2 separate regions of the Zea mays genome follow, and region 1 is linked to region 2. A link is a contact called in public Hi-C data. All regions are on one chromosome and are shown on one strand. Each heading gives the region's core, a stretch centred on a gene start, on an enhancer-like site or on the middle of the called end of the contact. The rest is flanking DNA. Distances are from core to core; before and after follow the strand shown. Region 1 has its middle 50 kb from the start of LOC107546777. Region 2 holds the start of LOC107546777 (putative receptor-like protein kinase).

Region 1 (4,907 bases), core at 2,234-4,733, 51 kb after region 2:
TGTCATTTTTTAGGTATATATTGTTTCGATGGCATTTATAATCAGCACTTAGGATTTCTTGTTGATTGTTTGCGTCTGATTTGTTTATGCAAATCACGGTGGTCTCTGGTTAGTGGATCGGTTAGATGCGTGTATGTGGTAGACATTTGTGTCGTGGCCAATTGGAATTTGTGTGGCTGACCCGACATAATTTTGTTGCTTGCAAGTTGCAACTTGCATTGTCCATGCACTTATCATGTAGTCAAGGTATTATGGCTGGAAGGCCTACAGAACTTGGATGTCATGTTAAACTTTTTTTTATAGCTCTGAGGTACCTATTGGATTATTGGCCCTCCCTAGTCCCTTTGACACCTGGATTCTCTTGTATGATCTACTCTGTGAACCTAATTTCTTTCTTGAACTCTCATGAGTGGGCGATTAACGTTAGACTCCGTTTGTTTCGTTGGAATTTAATTCTATTTTAGTAATTATAATTTAGACAAAACTAAATAAGTTCATATATTTATATATGTAATATATTTGTATATTATCTTAAAGCATATGAGAGAGATAGTTATATACTACATTCATGTTATAGCGAAGCAAGTAGAAGAGTGTGCTATAAGTTGTACATCGAAAAAATAGCATGTAAATCTATAGAATCAATTTTCATCTCCCACCCTATGAATTTGAGATGAACTTATATGATAACTTTGGAAAGTGATGGAATGTCACATTCTAAAAAAATAGTCTATTTCATTAGTAAGATTCCAATTCCTCAAAATGAAAGGAAATAAACGAGGTTTTATTGTTTTTATTATTCTCTGTGACCCTCGGAAAGACTTTTATTAATATATTTTTATTAATACTACTGTTTTTACTATTTTAGTGCTCTGTTCACACCCTTACTTTTTTGTTGTGCCAAAGATATGTAACGCTCGTGCTGGTTCTGGTTTTGGGGTGCTGTGTTTTGAAGCGGAACCTGCAATACAGATTTTTACTGTCAATGGATTTAAACATGGAGTAAATATCTGTATTGCTCATATTTGTCTTTGGAACATGGACAAAGGTAAACAAAGATCAGCAATACAGATATTTACCCTCTCTGTTAATGGAGTTATTGAGTGTTGTGTTTGGTTTTGTACAAATTTAAGTTTCGCATAAAGTTATATGGACTTTTGATGTAAGTATGTAACAACAGGAAATTTCTTACATTACAACATGCTTCTCTTCTTGCATGGTGGCATTCCACAGTATCTTGCTACATTTCTGACAAATCTTCTATCAGCTGCTATATTTTTTTTGTCCATGCCTATTACTCTATTATCTGTGGAGTTTTGTTTTTCCATTGTGGATGCTGCTCTTTTCTTTTTTACACTTGAGGTAATGTTCTCATTGACTTGCAGGCTAGCAAGAAGATTGCTGATGCAAAGCTACCTACAGATTTCCAAGCAGTCCTAGAAGAACTCCTAAACCCTAAACCCCAAACAAAATGAATTCATATACATTTTTTTTGGCGCTATTGTTTGTTTACCTTTTTGGTAGTCCTTCATATCACATAAGACATCTGGTTGTCGGGACTGAAACCTGTAGGTTGTATGTAGCCACTGCAAATTGCACCAAAATAGTAGTGCTACCAAGTCTGTGCTATATGGTTATGTTCTGAATGCTTTCTTCAAAGATATGGTATCCCCTGCAACCTTCTGTTCTGAATGCTTAACATCTTCCACTGCAACCTTCTATTATATTCTGAATGCTTTCTTCAAAAAACTCAGTTGTGTATTTATTTTATGAAAACAATAGAATAGAAATGGGCTATTTTGCAAACCTCCGCCACTATAATCACACACAATGTGTATGTGTGCCGATTTTTTTGGGGTCGTACAAAATCAGAATCCAGAGCACTTGTATGATGCTATATATGTTATTGACGTTTCCAAAAGATATCTGCATATACGCATTTGGATTTGTAAAGTTGGTGAAACCATCATCCATATACATATACATGCAGGATCAGCTGTGTAACTGTCCTGTGAATCTGTGATGCATGGGTCGTATAGCTGCCAACAAGAGCCGGCGATGGAACTATCACCACTGAACATGCAAACAAGCATGCCGCGCCGTTGTTGTAAAGCAGAACTAACAACGGGCCCGGGTCGGTTAGTTAACCAACGAACGTATTATGAACCACACCGCGCGCAGTAGTGTCACGTACATCTACCAAATAGCTTGCGTCATTCAATTCATCGATCGGGCCGGGCACGTGGATATGCATGCCCGAATGCTACTTGTTAATTGGAGGTTGACATCTCTGTAGTAGAGAGGTTATCAACTACTAAACCCAACTACGTACATACCATCACATCATCAACAACAATAAACCTAAGCAGAAAACGTGGTTTTGACTCTAGCTAGAACGTATACACACCGTGCATCTATCAGCATATATATATAGCATATGGTGATAAAATCGTACTGTGCAGTAATATATATAATATATATATATATATATATTGTTCTTCTCTTTGCGACAAAATCACATCTATTCACATGTTTCACTAGGCACGTTTAATTGTTTAATTAAACCGATGAGGAGTTGGTGTCCTTCGATGACGCCCATGAAAAAAAAAAACTAGAGACTTGTTGGTGCGTGGCCATGCATAAATAAGGAGCAGGAGCTAACGAGAAAGTAACTCCTTTTAATCAACAAACTAAGCTGTGAATTATGATTCATCACGTCCATCTACCACAGGCCGCCGCCGCGACATCTTCCGATCTCTTGGCGTCGGTCATCACTTGATCCGTACGTAGGTCAACGAATATAGTCGTACTGGTGGTACTACGCATGTGAAGAGAATACATACGGGAACATTCCAGTTAACCACTAGATAGGATACGTGAAAGTAGCCGGTTCTCAAAAACAATACTGGTGCTAGACATTACATTAGCCGTATCAAAGCGACGATCTGGACCACAACAGTTAAAGAACAATGACGACACACGACGCACGCTGGTTTAATCATTCATTTTGCTAACCAGCATAATAGCGGTCGATCGAGAAGTGGTGCTCTGGTAGGCTATCGAATCGAGCTGGCAGTGGATACTACTAGATACCGATCAGCGATCAGCCAATAAGCTAGCTAGGCGATGAGAATGAAGAGACCGACCATGCATGCATGATTGCTGGGAAAGTGCGAATATAAGTAGCTACTAGCTGCAGAGGTCGTATAGCTAACGTGCACCATAATGCATGCATGGGTGTATGTATCACTGAATGGGACTCCATGCATACTGCTATGCATAATGCATCTACGCACAGTCGTCCTGCTCGCGGCCTGCATCGTGCTAGTGATGGTATTAGCCTTCAATCAGCCTAGGACAGGCTAATAGCAAGCCTTCACTCTGCCAATTCTCATGTGTGCTGGTCAGGATCCCTGTTCTGACTCCACGGGTGGCGTGGTGGTGATGGTGGCGTCACGCATCATGGCTGGCAGGTGGTCCCCCCACCAGCCGCGGGGTTGGACTGCCCTCTCACAACTGATTTGGTGACCAGGGATGGGATAGTCACGCATACTCTCGTCGCCGTCGGCTGGGATTTTGGATCTCCGGCTTCTCAGCTGGCTGACGACGTGGGGCTAGGCGCGTGCCATCTCCGGAATTTTGAATTTTGGCGCACGTGCCCCTCTTATCCGGAACCGCTGGCACTGCCACTGCCAACTAGTGCTGGGAATTAGGCCAGGTCGGGCCAGCCCGGCCTAAGCCCATCATGCTTCATGTTAAACGGGTACGAGTCAGCAAAGCCCAAAAGATTTTTGGGACATGCCGTGCCAGCCCGAAGTGTAAAAACAGGGCCCAGTCCGGCCCTAAACCACGTCGTGCCTTCTTTGGGCCGTGCCGGCCCAAGCACGGCCCGTGTATTTGACCACATAAAATCAAAATATTACAACCATATAAAGTTAATAGCTTACTAAATTAAAGATATTAAACAATTCTAGCATCATTTGACACATAAACTCTAAATATAACAACAATATAAAATCGATATCTTACTAAATTAAAGAAATTAAACAGATTGGGCTTAATTGGGCCGGGCCGACCCAAGCCCGGCCTATCTATGTGGGCCATGCCGGGGGCCCGACGGGTCGGAAATTGAGGCCCAGCCCAAACCCGCCTTCGGGCCGTGCTAGTCCGGCCTAAATTATTTCGTGTCGGGCCGTAATTTAGACTCCTATTTTCAAGTCGTGCTCGTGCCGACCCATATTCCCAGCACTACTGCCAACCTCACGAGCTGGAGCAGCCTGCAATAGAGATGGCAACGGGTACAAACCCGCCGGGTTTTGCTATCCCAAACCCGTACCCGTGAAAAATATTTACACCCATTAAAAAACCCGTACCCATGACGGGTTTGAAATTTTGCCCAAACCCGTACCCATCGGGTTTGCGGGTACCCACGGGTTACCCACGGGTTTTTATCTCCAATATGCTTATTCTTTTTATAGTCAATAAGTATCGTAATGATTAATGAGATCATGGTCCAAAATTTATGTAATGAACAACGAGTTCATGATTTGGTATAAATAATATTAGTAGAGAGAATTACATACAAATAATAAGTTGTATAATCAAGTTACCTTGCACTAAGTTATACATCCACCACATATATAACGCTAGTAATAACTATAATAGCAAGCACGCAACACTATCACCAACTACTTATACATTCACTATTTGATAAATAGGTAGATAACAAGTTTGTTGTTCGTTTATAAAATAAAATGACAATATGCACTAGGTTTGGTTGGGTTTAAAAAACTCACAGGTTCACGGGTTTGGGTACTATAGGAATAAACCCGTACCATGAACCCGTCGGGTATACATTTGTGCCCATTAACAAACCCATGGGTATGAAAATTTACCTAAACCCGTAC
Region 2 (5,130 bases), core at 1,296-3,795:
TATCAATGCCCTAAACAAAATGGTAGCTATATAATCACTAAGAATTTACTAAACACTAACAATATACTACGCAACAAACTAGCTAACTATTTTAATAAACACTAACAACAAAATAGCTACTATTTACTAAACAATAAATAATTGGATAGCTAACTAATTACTAACCACTAACAAACCCTAACAGTTTACTAACTAAGAAATTAAAAAAATAAAATTACCGGTGGCAGGCAGTGAGCGCGCGGCGGTCGGGGAAGGAGCTGCGGCGAGCAGGCAGCGCGGTGGTCGGGGACGGAGCTGCCGGGGCCCGAGCTCGGCGAGCAGGCTGCGCGGTGGCCGGGGAGCTAGGCGGCGGCCGGCCCAGGCGACGAAGGAGGACGGGGCGGGCGACCTCGGCTGTGCTTGCCGGAGCTCGCCGAGCGACCGCGGCTGTGCTCGCCGGAGCTCGCCGGGCGGAGAGGCCGGAGACTAGCGGCCGCGCCGCCGGTGAAGGGCGTGCAGGTGGCCGGAGAGAAGGCGACGGCGACGGGGCGGCGAGCGAATTGCTAACGGCGGCGGTGGGCTCGGCGCGAAAACTGAAAAACAGACGAAACGGGCAGAGAGGAAGGCGTCGGGCGGATATTTCCTAGCTCGGCGCCAAGATCTGTGGCGCCGAGCTAGGTGCCACGCGGGATGACACGTCACGAAGCTCGGCGCCATAGGCTGTGGCGCCGAGCTGTGTTAGCTCGGCGCCACGGCCTATGGCGCCGAGCAAAGGGTCCAAAACTGCATTTAAAATTTTTTTAGGTCTAAACGTGAATTTACTTCAGTTTAGGGGCTAAAATACAAAAAATTCGGGCGAGGAGCGAGCAGGCGCCGGAGTTCCTGTGAAGGTTCAGTTCAGTTCAGGAATCCGATGCGCGTTCTCGTGGTTCGCCATGCCCGTACGCGTGGAAAGTTTGCTTGCTAGCTACTACTTTTAACCTTTTGGTCCCTCCCAGGCACGGATCAAAGCTCACCTGATCATTGATCAGCAGCTGGCTACGTACTGCAGCGCGCAGGGTCTTTCTCGTGAAGTACAGACAGGTATATGTATGTATACCTGTATAGAGCTGAGCTCGATGTGAATGAGCAAGAGAATTGCAGGGGATTTGAGGGGCTCTCCCAAACTATAGCCTGCAGTGAATTAACTAGAGAGACCCAACCGTATGCATGAACCAACACGCGAAATTCGTTCGGGAAATGGAGATTGCATCTAATTCGTCATATCATCAAGACAGGAAGCAAACGCATTTATCACGACGACTCTCGGATGCGCGCGCGCTGCGTCCTCCTCGTCCCTGCAGCACTGCACGCATCATCGCTCTCCCTGGCAGCCCTGCAGCTGCGCCAACAGCCACAGGCCCACAGTGTGCTGCAGCAGCACAGCTCCCTACCGTCCGCCCGTCGCCGTCGGCCTGGCGTCCATTTTGACCATCCCTTGGCGGCCACTCCAAACTGAGAACAGGTAATCGGATTTAAGTGTTGAATTTTTAATATAAATCGATGGTGGAAGAATTTAAATGTTGAATTTGGCATATGGTTAAATCATGATCAAATAGACTAAGAAGTTCGCTTGTACGCTTGCACATAATATCTGGTTACACATTAGCGTACTTGGCTTGATTGGATGGCTTCGTGTATATGCGCCAAGCTGGACCCTCTCTAGCCGGCTGCATATGGTAATTTTGCACGCGCGGACAGATGCAGGTTAATAGCTTTTAAATAATTTGATTTGCATCTACTCATATCGTCTACGTCTCCGGCAAGGCGGCAACCCCGGCAACCGACATAAGTTTGCAACCCCGGCAACCGACATAAGTTTAAACAAAGTTAACACATATGGTGGTTTGAGATGACTTGGTGTGGACAACCAATCAGACCCCACAGCGTAGTGCTGGCTAGTTAAAACAAATCCGTGAATGTAGTAGTTTTCCACTGCTGCTGCGGCCTGCGGTGAGTGAGCGGTCATCAGTACCTTCTTTTTTTTTCCCTGATTTGAGCTGATCGGAGCTCGGCAGCGGTAAACTGACATGCGGCTAAAGCTTCCTGCTTACTAGCCCTTAATTAACGTACGTCGTGCCGTCATCTCAAGAACCTGCCCTGCCCGGTGCCCAGGAGGCTGCATCCATCACCGATCAGCGGTGGGTGCGAGACATCCCGGTTCGTGAAGGAACCACCTCTACTGTTCATTCACGCCTTGGCGTACTGGTCCAGTTATTATGAGTCTAAACAAGCGCATGATAAATGTCGATGTAATCCATGGAACTCCATGGATAATGGAGGACGACTAGATTATATTGAATGATAAACGGTTGGTTCGAAGCATATTTGGTGCGGCACAATATCGCTATTGGAGACTTGAGAGTAAGATGGGCCCACGTGTCAGAAACCCCCCATCATGCCTACCCACTGCTGCATAAATTTCTCGCTTGCTTACCTCATCACCACCACAGCACACGTCCTAACCCCACACCGACAGACCTGTATATAAGCCTTCCCCCAACCCAAGTACACAGAGATACAAATACAGAGAGGCAGAGGGCAGGCGGAGGCACCATCTCCCTCCCTTCTTCATCACCCACAAGTCCTCTCCTCTGCGGTCTCCTCTCCTCTCCTGTCTATTTTGTGCAAGAAACTTCCTTGGACAAAGATGGGAGTGCAGAGTTACTACAGGTTATTCTGCTGCGGGTGCGGCGCCAATGCGGCGGCCGGCGACCGGGAAGGCGACGAGGACGGGGGTTTCGAGGCGTTCGACGACAAGGGGGCCGCCGAAGCCGGGCCGCGGGGGCTGTCGTGGGCGCAGGTGGAGGCGATGACGGGCAGGTTCACCTCGGCCGTCGTCGGCGAGGGCGGGTTCAGCACCGTGTACCTCGCGCGCCTCTCCGGCGGCGCGCTGGCCGCCGTCAAGGTCCACCGCAGCAGCGAGCGCCTCCACCGCGTGTTCCGCCAGGAGCTCGACGCGCTCCGACGCGTCCGCCACCCGCACATCGTCCGCCTCCTTGCCTTCTGCGACCAGCAAGGTTGGGTGCTCTGCTCTCCTCTGCTACGCTCCGCTCTCTCGCGCTAGTTCGCCTTGTGCTTGAGCTGCTGACGAAACGCTCCGGTGGCCTTATCGACGCGCAGAGGAAGGCGTGCTGGTGCTGGAGTTCGCGGCGAACGGGAACCTGCACGAGCGGCTCCACGGCGGGGGCAAGGCGGCGGGGACGATGCCGTGGGCGCGGCGGGTGTCGGCGGCGCTGCAGGTGGCGCGGGCGCTCGAGTACCTGCACGACCGCTGCGAGCCGCAGGTGGTGCACGGCGACGTGAAGGCCTCCAACGTGCTCCTGGACGCGGCCATGTCCGCCAAGCTGTGCGACTTCGGGTCGGCGCGGACGGGGTTCTCGGCCGCCGTGCGCCCGCGGCCGTCCGCGCGCACCGCCATGCTCGGCTCCCCGGGGTACGTCGACCCGCACTACATCCGCTCGGGCGTCGTCACCAAGAAGAGCGACGTGTACAGCTTCGGCGTCCTGCTCCTGGAGCTCCTCACGGGGATGGAGGCCTTCTGCGCGGAGGAGGGCGGCCGCCTCCTCACCGCCGCCGTCGCGCCGCGGCTCAGGGCCGGCGACCCGCCCCGCGGGATGGTCGACGAGAGGCTCGGCACCGCCTACGACGCCGCCGAGGCCGCCGCCGTGGCGGCGCTGGCCGCGGCCTGTGTCGGCGAGAACCCCAGCCTCCGGCCGTCCATGGCCGACGTGGTGCGCACCCTGGAGCAGAGCGCGCAGGGATCCATCTCCGCCGTGGGGATGGCATCGGACGGTCACTGGAAGGTGTGAGTCACCAGTGGAAAGTCGTCGCCTCCGCCGACGCGCTCAGATCTGGCTCCCCGAGTCGTTAACTTGCGGTGCTGATGCGCATGCGTCGCGCACGTGGCGCCCATCCATTGGTTGCGAGGAGAACAAAGCGTTGTTAGTAGGCGAGCATATCAAAAAGAAATAGGGGAGAAAAGCGTGGTGAAAAAACGTTGATTTCCATAGCTAAATTAGGGGAAGACTTGGGGAGATAAAAAGGCAGAGCTAAGTTGTGTGCTGATGGGGATTTCCATCATATTATGCCAAAGCGGCATCTACTTGAGAGAGACAAAAAAAAGAGAGAGAGAGAGAGGATCTTTGCAGCGCACGATTCCAAGATTTTGTTGATTCTTATTAGTGGGTTCTTTTTTTTTGTAAAGTGCATCGGGTGTTTCTTCCTTGCCGTTGTCTGTACCTATAATTTAGCTAGATTTGGATTTGTATAGGATTTGTTGAGGGCTTGGTTTGTGAACGCTGCGTGAATGAACAAAAGAAATCGCATCTCGAAAATGTGCCCTTCGCAGAACGGCACAGTCCTGGTTCAAAAACAAATGGGCGTCCATACGACTTTTATTCCGCCGCCAGTGGTCGTGCTGAAATAATAATTGGGTGTTTGCATCAAAGCGTTTTGAACGCACATACTCGCCTCCTGCTCTCTGACCGAGTGTACTGCCAACCCATACCCTGCTACCACTTGACATAAGAAAATACTATCACGTATGTTATTGGTCAAAAAAACTATATACTTTTCTCTTTTTTTCTTTTTTTCTAATTTGCTGTGCAAAATGCGTGAAAGAAGCAACATGTAGCCAAACAACTGTTCTCATTTGTAGAATGATAAATTGTTCGTACTTAAAAAACGATTAACCCAGTATGAACTGTGTGACTTTTCATTAATTAAGAAAGAGAAACGGAAAAAAATTCAAATAGAACTGTGTGGTTACATGCATTACCTCATCTTCCATTCACTAAGTTTAGTTTAGCTCATTTCTGCTGAATTGTCTACTCCTATATTGGTAAACTTTAAATAGGAAAAAAAACTAGTAGCGGAAGTTAAATGAGTAGACATACTTGTGGTGTTTAGCACGGCACGACGGACCAGCCGGTGCAGAGCTTGACTTTAACAAAACCGTTGAGAGGGACGCATGTGCTCCTAAACTAGGCGCGCACAGTGTATTTTTTTCCCTGAACTGGCACGCATTTGTTGTTGGCGCGGACCGTCACAGCAACATGTCTCGCTTGCCCAACGCGACAAAAACAGAGCTCGGAACTGGACGTGGACGTG

The links. A called contact is a pair of places that touch in the nucleus more often than the background predicts.
Region 1: a contact with region 2 is called in a Hi-C map of tassel, with 2.2 times the contacts expected there. The contact joins the enhancer-like site here to the promoter of LOC107546777 in region 2. A contact is called at or near these places in 6 of 25 Hi-C or Micro-C datasets (bundle sheath, ear, endosperm and 2 more).

The regions. Positions count from the first base shown.
Region 1 is chr5:23,353,803-23,358,709 of Zm-B73-REFERENCE-NAM-5.0, forward strand. No RefSeq gene overlaps it. Among protein-coding and RNA genes, the nearest start is that of LOC107546777, 50 kb to the left of the region's middle. Within about 2 kb of position 3,484, at least 17 of the 20 cell types and tissues checked have an H3K27ac peak or open chromatin away from gene starts, as enhancers often do. A contact at or near this core is called in ear, leaf and tassel, where this site is marked.
Region 2 is chr5:23,304,082-23,309,211 of Zm-B73-REFERENCE-NAM-5.0, forward strand. It overlaps LOC107546777 (putative receptor-like protein kinase), which reads left to right and starts at 2,546. Exons shown (of 2, transcript NM_001322954.1): 1 at 2,546-3,038; 2 at 3,142-4,481. The coding sequence starts at 2,669. The coding sequence ends at 3,830.